Regions from separate parts of the Mus musculus genome. Here region 2 is linked to region 1. Evidence: chromatin contacts called from public Hi-C data. All regions are on one chromosome and are shown on one strand. Each heading gives the region's core, a stretch centred on a gene start, on an enhancer-like site or on the middle of the called end of the contact. The rest is flanking DNA. Distances are from core to core; before and after follow the strand shown. Region 1 overlaps Pard3 (par-3 family cell polarity regulator). Region 2 overlaps Nrp1 (neuropilin 1).

Region 1 (4,656 bases), core at 1,235-3,734:
CCACTGGCTTTTCCCGAGTCCAATTTCCAAGTCATATCTACTGAAAAAAACCTTGCCATTTGTGAGGAATCAAAGCCACTCAACTGCCACTCTCTCTCAGGGGAAGCCCCCAGGTCCCAGTATGCCATGCTTTCTGTTACTGTGGTATTCTAGCTTTTAACTCAAACTTTAGTTTTCAGAGTTGTTATCTGTACCATGGCACTAAAGACTAGATACGGTCACCATTCACCTTTAACCCCCAGCAATCAGCACAGTGGCCCACCCCAATGTGGGCACCTTCCTTGAGTATGTTTTGTTCCTTGTTTCAAAAGGTTTGGGAATCCTGGAACGTGAAGAGAACTCTCTTGTAAGTTTTAAAGTTGCTAAGGGGGTGGTGCAAAGGGTCTTAAGACAAACCTGAGCACAAACGTCAGGACTGTGTTTTCAGATTTTACTAAAAGACATACATACTCACTCATGTCATACCTACAGCTTACAATGCCTATGGCAAATGTGATTTCTTGTAATTACATCTAAAAATGGTGGATCAATTCTCCACTTAACTCGATTAGGGCATAATTCATACAACAGGGCACTACTGACAGATGATCCTGTTATGGGAGATTATGTCTAAAGAGCCAAAAATCCGCCCTTTTCTATTGTGTCTGAAAAATTCTGCAATGTGCATGTATACAGTGAACTTTGTGGAGCTAATAGGTAAGGAAAGTAAGACAGACATTAACTTCCCACAGTAAAAGTGTCCCTAATGTACCAAGTCAACGGTGGATCCATGCATTAATGTGTGTATAAAGACCTGCAAATTATCACCAGGTGTTTAAGGAAGGCTTAAAATATAGTTTAATCCCCGTGAAACATATCCTTCATTGTATTAATAACATCACACAGGCTCTAACATCTTAGCCATGTTCTACATAACCTTATCTAAAGTTGGGGTTGAGTACACACAGGAGAAAGGTCCTAGAAGTGTATTCTGGGTTTATGGGGAGAGCATATGGGGAAATATCGAATATGAAATGCTTTGCTCTACCATAACACAATGTGGTTGGTCATGATTGCCCATTGAAGTATGTATAGTACACTCTATTTTCATTTGCAACACATTTGGGGATGGTATTTTAAAACACGGCTGTCTTAAACCTTATCTATGCCAGATCACATATACTCGTTTGTAGATTCTAACTACCAAACGTGAAAATTTCCAATCATTTTCAGGGTTGGAGTGGGCTCAGTGGTTAAGAGGTCCTGAGTTCAATTCTCAGGAACCACATGGTGGCTCAAGACCACTATAAGGGCACCTGTTGCCCTCTTTCTGACATGCGAGTATACACACAGCAATGCTCTCGTACAGTCAATTAATAAATCAATAAATGGAAACATAAAGCAGTACTTTCAATCTTATACAACCCAACTTAGAAAGAGAGGAAAACTAAGCTATCAAATCTTCTTTGTTCCATATTTTTGTGGAACCCCCACAAAATGTTAATAATAAATTAGAAAACATCACTTCAAATCTTTTTCACTCCCTGATCAAAGCAATACAAAAATTCTATACACTATAAATACTCAAACAAGATAAAAAATTTTATTTAGGTATTTTGGTCATCATATAAAATTATGCTGAGCATGGGAGCACACGCCTGTTACCCCGGTACAAGGAAGACCGAGGCAGAAGGATCACAGCAGGTCTGAGGCCATCCTGAGTACCTAGATAGCGTGTTCTCAGCCAGTTTAGGCTGCAGAGTGAGATGAACGAATGAATGAATCTGTGGACGGTGCAGATATCATAATGATTTATTAAACCATAAAACAGTAATGACCACTGAGTTTGCTAATGACAAGCAATGATTTATTACAGTTAAGTTAGGACTTCATCTAAAAGATTAGATATGAAAAATAATATAAGGACCCACTATCCCTTTTTTAACATTATAATATAAAGTTTCCACAGAAGAGGCAGCCCCAAACAGTCGCTAGTCTTCAATAGGAAGGACAGCACCTCTTGTCAGAGAAGCAGGTGTGGCTGCTGTGATCAGGGACTCTCCTGTCATGAATGCTTTATGGGCATCAGCAGGTGTGAAAAGTCCCTGGCCTGGGAAATGCATATTAACTTTCAGCTCCCTGGCAAGCTGCTTGTGGGATATACCTCTTCCGGGGGAGGCAGGGAGGGGTATTCTACTATACTTCCCCTGAAGCCAACCACAATTCAACAAGAAGAAATTCCACAGCACCATCCACTCCTGACAGCAGCTTTGTCTCAGAAAACCAACAGCCCACCTTCCCCACAATGCCATGAACACGCAGATTGTTCACCATGACCATGGAGGTGAGGGACGCTCCTGTTACCGGCACAGAAAGACCAGTTACAATCTGGGCCGGTTCTGTGCAGAAACTCCTGACATATTTTGAAAAAAAATCACCAAGTCTCACAATATTGTAAAATACAAAACACTCAACACATAAAATCTTCACATTCCCCTTCTGTGAATCAGATGATCCCAAGGGCTCCCACGTGACATTAAGACTTTTAAAATCACACAGTTTTCAACCCAGAACTTGTGACTTAAAAATAATTCAATTTTGTACTTCAACAACAAGAACTACTACTACTGCTTCTTTTTCCTCCTCCTCTTCTTCCTCCTCCCCTCATCCTCCTCCCCTCCTTCCTTCTTCTCTTCCTCCTCTCCTCTTCCTCTTTCTTCTCCTCCTCTTTTCATCCCCCCTCCTCTCCCTCCTCCTCCTTTTCCTCTTCCTCCTCCTGTTCTTCCTCTTCTCCCTCTTCCTCCTCCTCTTCTCTTGCTCCTCCCTTTCCTCCTTCTCTTCTCTTGCTCCTCCCTTTCCTCCTCCTCCAATACATTTATTCATTCAGGCAAGGGCATATACATATGGAAGACAAAGGCCAACTTGAAGGAATCAGTTTCCTCTTTCTGTCTTCTATGTCCAAGGGACAGCCATATTCAGTGTGTCAGACTTTACATGCTGAGTCATCCCAGCAACCTCAGCTTATCATTCCTTCCAGAAATGATTCCCAAGAGCAACAAAAGCTATTTTTAGGATATTTAACCAGAAACTATAATCCTGGTTTACCCGTCATAAGAAAGTTCAACAGCTACCTTGTAAATAAGGGCAGAGAGCTTATAGTAGTTGTTATCAGTGTAGACCAATTAGATCCTCACTAAAACAGTTAGAAATAAGGAAATGATGGACCCTGTGCCAAATACAATATGGGTTTAATATTCCTTTTGCAAAATGTTTGGAGCTAGTGTTTTAGATACCACCATCGCTACCGCCACTCAGATTTGAGGGTATCTGTGGGAATTGCATACATTGAGGCAACTCGGGGGTGGAAATCAAATACAAATTTCACTTAGTTTTCACAGGTGCCCTGAGAGCTGAAGTGCAGCCTTCTTACCTGTAACTTAGTTTTCTGGTCAGTGGTTGGTGACTGTGTTCCTCTTAGACAAGAAAACCATCTCCAGGAATACATATCAACATGGGCTAGAAACATGGATGGATCCTGTACAAAGAGGGCCTGGCAGAACTAGTGACTCAGGAAGACAATTAAAGGAACCAGATTCCTAGATGTCTCAGGAGTCAGCAGACTGAATTAGAGAGCAGATCTGACATCCAGTGACAAACACTCAAACTCTTAGGCTCTTCTGTTTGGAGCACCTTCCCCAATCATTCCTTATTTTCTTCGGTAGCCCAGAATGCCAGGAAATTTTCTTATGCACTTTTTTTTTCAATGCCAGGGATCGACTCTGGACTTTAACATGCTAGGTAGCGCTCTGCCCCAAAGCCATACATGGTTTGGACACTGGAGGGGAGACTGGAGAGCATCCAACTTATCCTCTGTCTATCTGAAGGAAGAAACCAACCAGACAAGTTCTCTAGGACATGCTAGGCAAGATGTGAGCCAACCGGCAGTCCCTCCGGGAATCCGGCCACTGCACCCCATTCCTCAAGGGTTTCTGAGTAAGAAGAAGACACACATAACTACTTTTCAAATACTTAATAGTTAGCTTACATGATATCCAACAATTCCTAGAGCCCAACCCTCTAAGTTTTCTTTTTAAAGAATTATTTATTTTATGTATATGAGTACACTGTAGCTGTCTTCAGACACACCAGAAGAGGGCATCAAATCTCATTACAGATGGTTGTGAGCCACCATGTGGCTGCTGGAAATTGAACCCAGGACCTCTGGAAGAGCAGTCCGTGCTCTTGACCGCTGAGACATCTCTCCAGCCCCTTCCTAAGTTTTTATACACATGTGTGGCAAAACAACTATGCAGCCCCTACTGAGGAATTACATTTATGTAGAGATGGCTGGACACCAGGACATACTATCTAATCTTCAGAAATCCACAGTAAAGTGTCTTCTGGGAAACTGTCTATGACAAGAACCTCGTTCCACACACCAGTAGGAAGCTCTTCTTTCTCTCAGAAAACAAGCCAAGGGCAGTGAGAAGCACAACCCAAAAGGGGAATTTACATTTTTTTCTGAGTTACAAAAGTGCTTTCTCCTGACATCTGATATAATTACAAAACAGAGCTGTAGGACAGCCAGTGATAACAAAAGCTTTCATAGTCTCATTTTCGAGGTCCTTCAAAGAAAGCCACACGGGCACTTAACGTCCCTGGATTGGCCGCACTAGA
Region 2 (5,322 bases), core at 1,931-4,430, 1.2 Mb before region 1:
GAATTGCAGCTTCTTGAGTGCTAGAGAAACAATGTGTCAAATGAACTACACCCCCAGCACTTAAGTGGTTTAAATATAGATAAAATTGAGAGTTGAATAAAGCCAAGTTATATTTAAGACCCCAAAAGTAACTTCCATTTAGCTGGAGGGCTTGAATCATGGCAGACTTCCAAGTGATTTGAGGAGATTGAGTCTGCTTCAAATAAACCATGCCTGTGACATTAAGACATAATTTAGTCAACAATAAGAAAGTTCTCAAGTTGTCAGGATTGGGGCACTGGTGGCTTCCATAGGGGATGTTGGTTTCCCATCAGGATCACTTCATGACTAGCAGCCCTGCAGTTTACACCTCTGATGTGGTAACAGGGTTTCAAGAAAAGAAGTGTGATTGGCTCTGGTCCAAATGAGGGGCAGAGATGCCAAGCCACTGGAAGGGGCATAAGGAGTGGGAAGCTGCTGTCTATCCTGGTGATTCATTTTCTTGTTGAAGCTGCCAGAAGGCAGTATGTGTTTGTTCCCAGCCTAGAGGAAATGAGGTACTGGCTGTTTTACCCATCATTTCAGGGACCATTTCTTTGTGGAGATCTCCATTCAGGTACCATTACCATGTGGAGATGAGACCTTATTTTTAGCTTTTGAAACGTGGTCCCTTGTATCCTGGGTTGACCTTGAACTTGTTTGTAGCTAAGGATGACCTTGAAGTCCTGATCCTCTTACCTCTACCTCACTCTTACTGGAATTACAAGTGAGTACCACCAAACCTGGCTTCAGACCTTCTTTTTATGGAACAAACAAACAAACAAACACTATTGGGTGCCTTTATCTGACCATGAAATTTTTATTACCTCATCTGCTTGAAAGAAAGGCCCTCAACAACAAAATTAGAAATCACGAAGGAAACATTAAGCGGAAACCAGTCTTTAATGTCATTAGAATTTAGCTGCTATGTATGATCTATACCTTAACTAAAGGAACTGGCTTTTCAGACCACGGGTTCCTCATTTCGCTGGACAAGTTCTGGAGTGCCAGCATTTTCTATACTTCTACAGTGCTTCCAAATCTTCATGCCAGCATCATACTATGCCAGTGGCTCTTTCTCTTGAAGTAGCCCCATTTAGGACCCTCATAGGTTATGAGGGTAAAATGGCCACACAGCTCACCTGAGTGAAATTTTATTTATTCTATATTTATTCATTTAGGCAGGGTCTCATGTAGCCCAGCCTGGCCTTGGAACTCACTATATAGCTGAGGACAGATTCAGACTTCCTCTCAAGAACTGGGATTATATGTGTGAGCCATCATGTTTAGCTTTGAGTGAGGTTTTGAACTTGCTTAATGATTAGGGTTCTTTGTGTTCAGCCTTCCCTTAGTTTTGAAGGTTTAGAAGTGACCAGAAGATGAGATGCCAAGACAAATGGCTGAGTGTGGTGACAGATTAACACAGGTGGACATAGGTCATCAAACATCTTGTTAACGCTGCCTGGATCATTACAAAATGTACATGTATATTCAAATATCACATCATGTCCCCAAAATATGTACAATTGTCATCTGCCATCAAACATAAAATTCAAGTGACAGCTCTCATCTCCCACATAGGCTGTTAGTAGCAGGGCAATTTGTGGAGGCCCTGACAGACAATGTCCTGAAAGGAAGTGACAGGTGTCATAGAGGGAAGTAAGACCAAATGCATCCTGGATGTACCCTGTGACCTCTCTGAACCTTGGGGTTCTCTTTTGTAAGAGTAAATAATGAGGTTATTAAAACTTGGTATTATAGTGTTGCATATTAAAATAAACACTGCTGAGGCTGGGGCTTGGAGCACTGGGAAGGTGAAAAGATTAGATGTTCACTGTCATTCTTGTTTACATAGCTAATTCAAAGCCAGTCAGGGATACATGAGACCTTGCCTCAAAAAAAAAAGGAAGAAAGAAAGAAAGAAAGAAAGAAAGAAAGAAAGAAAGAAAGAAAGAGGGAAAGGGAAAGGAAAGGAAAGAAAAGAAAAGAAAAGAAAAGAAAAGGAAAGAAAAGAAAAAAAAAAGCCTAGCGTTCTCAATTAAAAAGAAACCTATAACATCATGGGAGTCCCTCTACTCTTTCCCTTCCTCCTCTGAACCCCTCCTCCATGGGGGCTGTTGGTTTGATGTTTTCATGTGTCACTGGGTGGTAAGAAGCCTCCTGGCTCACAGGCCTCGATGCCAAGTTTGACTTCTGTTGAGGGCTCTTTCATTCAGGTTTCTCAGTTGCTGAGTTGCTTAAGATTCCTAAGTACATAAACTTTAGGAGGGAAAAAAAATCTCATTTTTGCCAGAACTGCTCTTTAATGAAGTACAGAGCCTTATAATTTGGACTGGGAAGCAGAAATACAAACTGGAAACACTAGGCAATGTCTTTGATTTGCACAGATAGTTTGTTCAGCCTCAGTGTGGCAATAAGTTACCAAGACACATGGGAAAGAGGACGGTAAATAATTTTCATGTTTAAATTAAATGTTTCCATCTTTATGATGTTTTAACTCACAAATTTGGAGAGTATTATACAATGATTTATTGAACAAAAAGAAATGTTTAATCAAACTACCAACTGGGGAGAAGAAAAGAGTGTAAGCTTCCATGTTTGAAGCCTCAAGTAGTCCCTGCATTGCCCTAGAACTATGTCTAGGGGGCTGGGGCTGGGGCTGGGGCTGGGGCTGGGGCTGGGGCTGGGGCTGGGGCTGGGGCTGGGGCTGGGGCTGGGGCTGGGGCTGGGGCTGCTACTAGGTTGGCAAAATGCTTACCTAAAATGCATGAAGTCCTATTTTTAACACTCTAAACTTGGCATACAAGTGTTATCACCTCTGAGGTGGAAGCAGGAGGATCAGAAATTCAAGGTTGCAGAGTGAGTATGAGGCTAGCCTGGGCTACATGAGCCAGCTGCCTCAAAAAACAAAAAAACAAAAAAACCAAACAACAAGAAAGTAAAATAAAGAAAATATATCTAGATTAATTCTGATAGACAGCTTGGTTGGATGCATCATGTTTTCTGGAAATGTCCTTGAATGTCAGTAGAATTTAATTTCAGTAAAGTGAGTACCTGGTTTTGTCTCCTTTCTAGGTAAAGATCTAAAAACACACACAGAGAGTAGGGAGTTTTCTGTACCCTTGATTAAGTCCTGGGATGTGGTTTCAGTAGCCAAGAAAGGAGGAAGTAGAGAAAACATGACTCACTGCCCCAAGCAGTATGGTACTGCCCCATGTTCCAGAGCTCTTAGGCCTGGGGTTTTCTGCCATTGGAGTTGGTGGGGGAGGGGTAAGTTTGTTGTGACAAGCTTTCTAAAGGAACCATTTAACATGTTCTGGCCCCACACTTTTTGTCCTTTTTGAGGGGAGGGGTGTCATGTCATAATTTTTTCTATTGTTTTGCTCCCCAAAGGAATAGGCATTTCATTTCCCCAAGGTTTACCAAATAGACAGCTGTAACACGATGCTGTTTCCCCTTTCCCCTATATTTAATATATAATTAGTATGTAAACGTATACATTCCCTACCTGCTTCTTACAGAAGCAAAGCTCACCAGTAGTAACCGGTAATATCACAAATCAACTTCACCACACAGATATAAAAACTGATATAATTTGGGTGGAAAAAATGTTCACTTGGAGGCCAATTCTGCCTCTTTCAGCTCTGAAGCCCTGCTTTCAGATTCCTACTGTTGGAAAGGGTCTCCTTGTTCTCTGCCTAGTGTAAGGTTATTTTTGAAAAGATAATTTAAATATTAGAAGGTACTAGAAAGTGGGCTAAACCCCAACATCTTTAATAAGAACAGAGCTAATGGAATAATAGCCATCAGGTTTGGGATTTTTATGAAAACGTTTAATTCAACTGCTTCTTTGGAATGTGTAGTTTCGAGATTAAGTTACAGTTCATTCTAGGTGGTTTTTATGCTACTCAGAGAATACAAATGTCATTTCAAGTTAAGGCTTCGCTGTTCATTTTGAAACAATTTACAAGTGTCATACATATCATCATAGAAAATAAAAATTTCTGTAAAAAAAATTTGCACAAAATTTTATGAGGGTACAAAACATGAAGCAATAATATACCAGAAAATGAGACATCTTACTACGGAAAGTCTTATAGATTTCAATAAAGAAAAAATATGTTATTTTACACCTTTAAAAATTACGAAACAATCTAAAACAATATAAACTGAACATTTTGTAACACTGCCTTTACAAATTAATAACTTTATAAACATATAACTTTTAAATATATTTATCAGTGCAAGGTACTTTAAAATTTAAAGTTGCAGTATCATTTTTCCTTGGCTGAGGACACTGGTCAAGTTTGTTGTCTTACAAACAAAGTCTTACTTAATGCTTTCCCCCCAGTATGATTATAACAAGTGAATTGATGCCTCTGGGAATAAAAACATATTCTTTATTTTAGTGATCAATACTTTCCTGGAAAAAAGACATTCTCAATCCCATTAAACCAGGGTGAACAAAAAACATTTGTCCAGGAAGCAGATGTGATCTCTAAGAAACATAACTGAGAGAGACCTACAGCCACACAAGGAAGGGAAAGAACTGGGAGTTCTTATGGACAGCCCATCAAGACAAAAATCTACCAGCCGGAAGCTGCTTTGGGTTAAAATATTTACCTCTTTGTGCTGTTGAGGTGGACGTCTTGCCAGTCCTAAGGTAGGCTTTTTTTTTTTTTTTCTTTATGAGTCATTGGAAGTTTCTAGAAGCATTCATTAAAATTTATCTTTTCAGGGTTTCTGCTGAATGGATTGTTCTAAACATTTGTTTTGATTTTATATACCCCTTCTGATTGGTCTTAAACTAGTTTTGCCTCAGGCATCAGGATTATTGTTTATTCCTTAAGTGAGCTATTCTTTTCACTATTCTCCTCTGACCCAGTAACAAAACAAGAAGGTTTTCAGGGCTCATTTTGCATATTTGGATGTAAAGTTTCCACGTCCTTTTAGACTTGGGGATTTTATTCTTGTTGCTTCCTGTGGGTCTCGTCTGAAAGTCAGTTGGTATTCTTTTTCTTTCAACTTATGATTTTAGATGCAAACATTCATATCAAACCGCAATCTAATCAGAAAGTATGAACACATGGCTTAAGGAAAAAAGATACTGTCACTTTAACCAGTTAACAAGAAACCCAAAGTTAGACTCTGGAGGACAAAGTTAGGAGTTCCCCTTACTTAATTATCTTAAAACATAAAGTCTAGTAAAATTGTTCGCCATTGCCAGCAGGTTAAAGCTGCAAGGTTCATCCTGGACAGTGGCAAATGCTTCGATTTCCAGAGGAAAAAAAGAGAGGAAGGAAG

The links. Hi-C and Micro-C count contacts between places; a contact is called where the count stands out from the background.
Region 2: a contact with region 1 is called in a Hi-C map of bone marrow-derived macrophages, with 10 read pairs. The contact joins two enhancer-like sites. A contact is called at or near these places in 15 of 484 Hi-C or Micro-C datasets (the AML12 cell line, the C2C12 cell line, Th17 cells and 11 more), 2 of 115 datasets of contacts at active chromatin or transcription factors (embryonic fibroblasts and regulatory T cells) and 1 of 9 other capture datasets (embryonic stem cells).

What each region holds. Positions count from the first base shown.
Region 1 is chr8:127,316,414-127,321,069 of GRCm38.p6, reverse strand. The region is part of intron 4 of Pard3 (par-3 family cell polarity regulator); the gene reads right to left. Among named protein-coding and RNA genes, the nearest start is that of Gm9909, 140 kb to the left of the region's middle. Within about 2 kb of position 2,484, at least 43 of the 459 cell types and tissues checked have an H3K27ac peak or open chromatin away from gene starts, as enhancers often do. A contact at or near this core is called in bone marrow-derived macrophages, where this site is marked.
Region 2 is chr8:128,503,984-128,509,305 of GRCm38.p6, reverse strand. It overlaps Nrp1 (neuropilin 1), which reads right to left. Exons shown (of 17, transcript NM_008737.2): 17 at 3,830-5,322. Among named protein-coding and RNA genes, the nearest start is that of Gm32643, 14 kb to the right of the region's middle. Within about 2 kb of position 3,180, at least 53 of the 459 cell types and tissues checked have an H3K27ac peak or open chromatin away from gene starts, as enhancers often do. A contact at or near this core is called in bone marrow-derived macrophages, where this site is marked.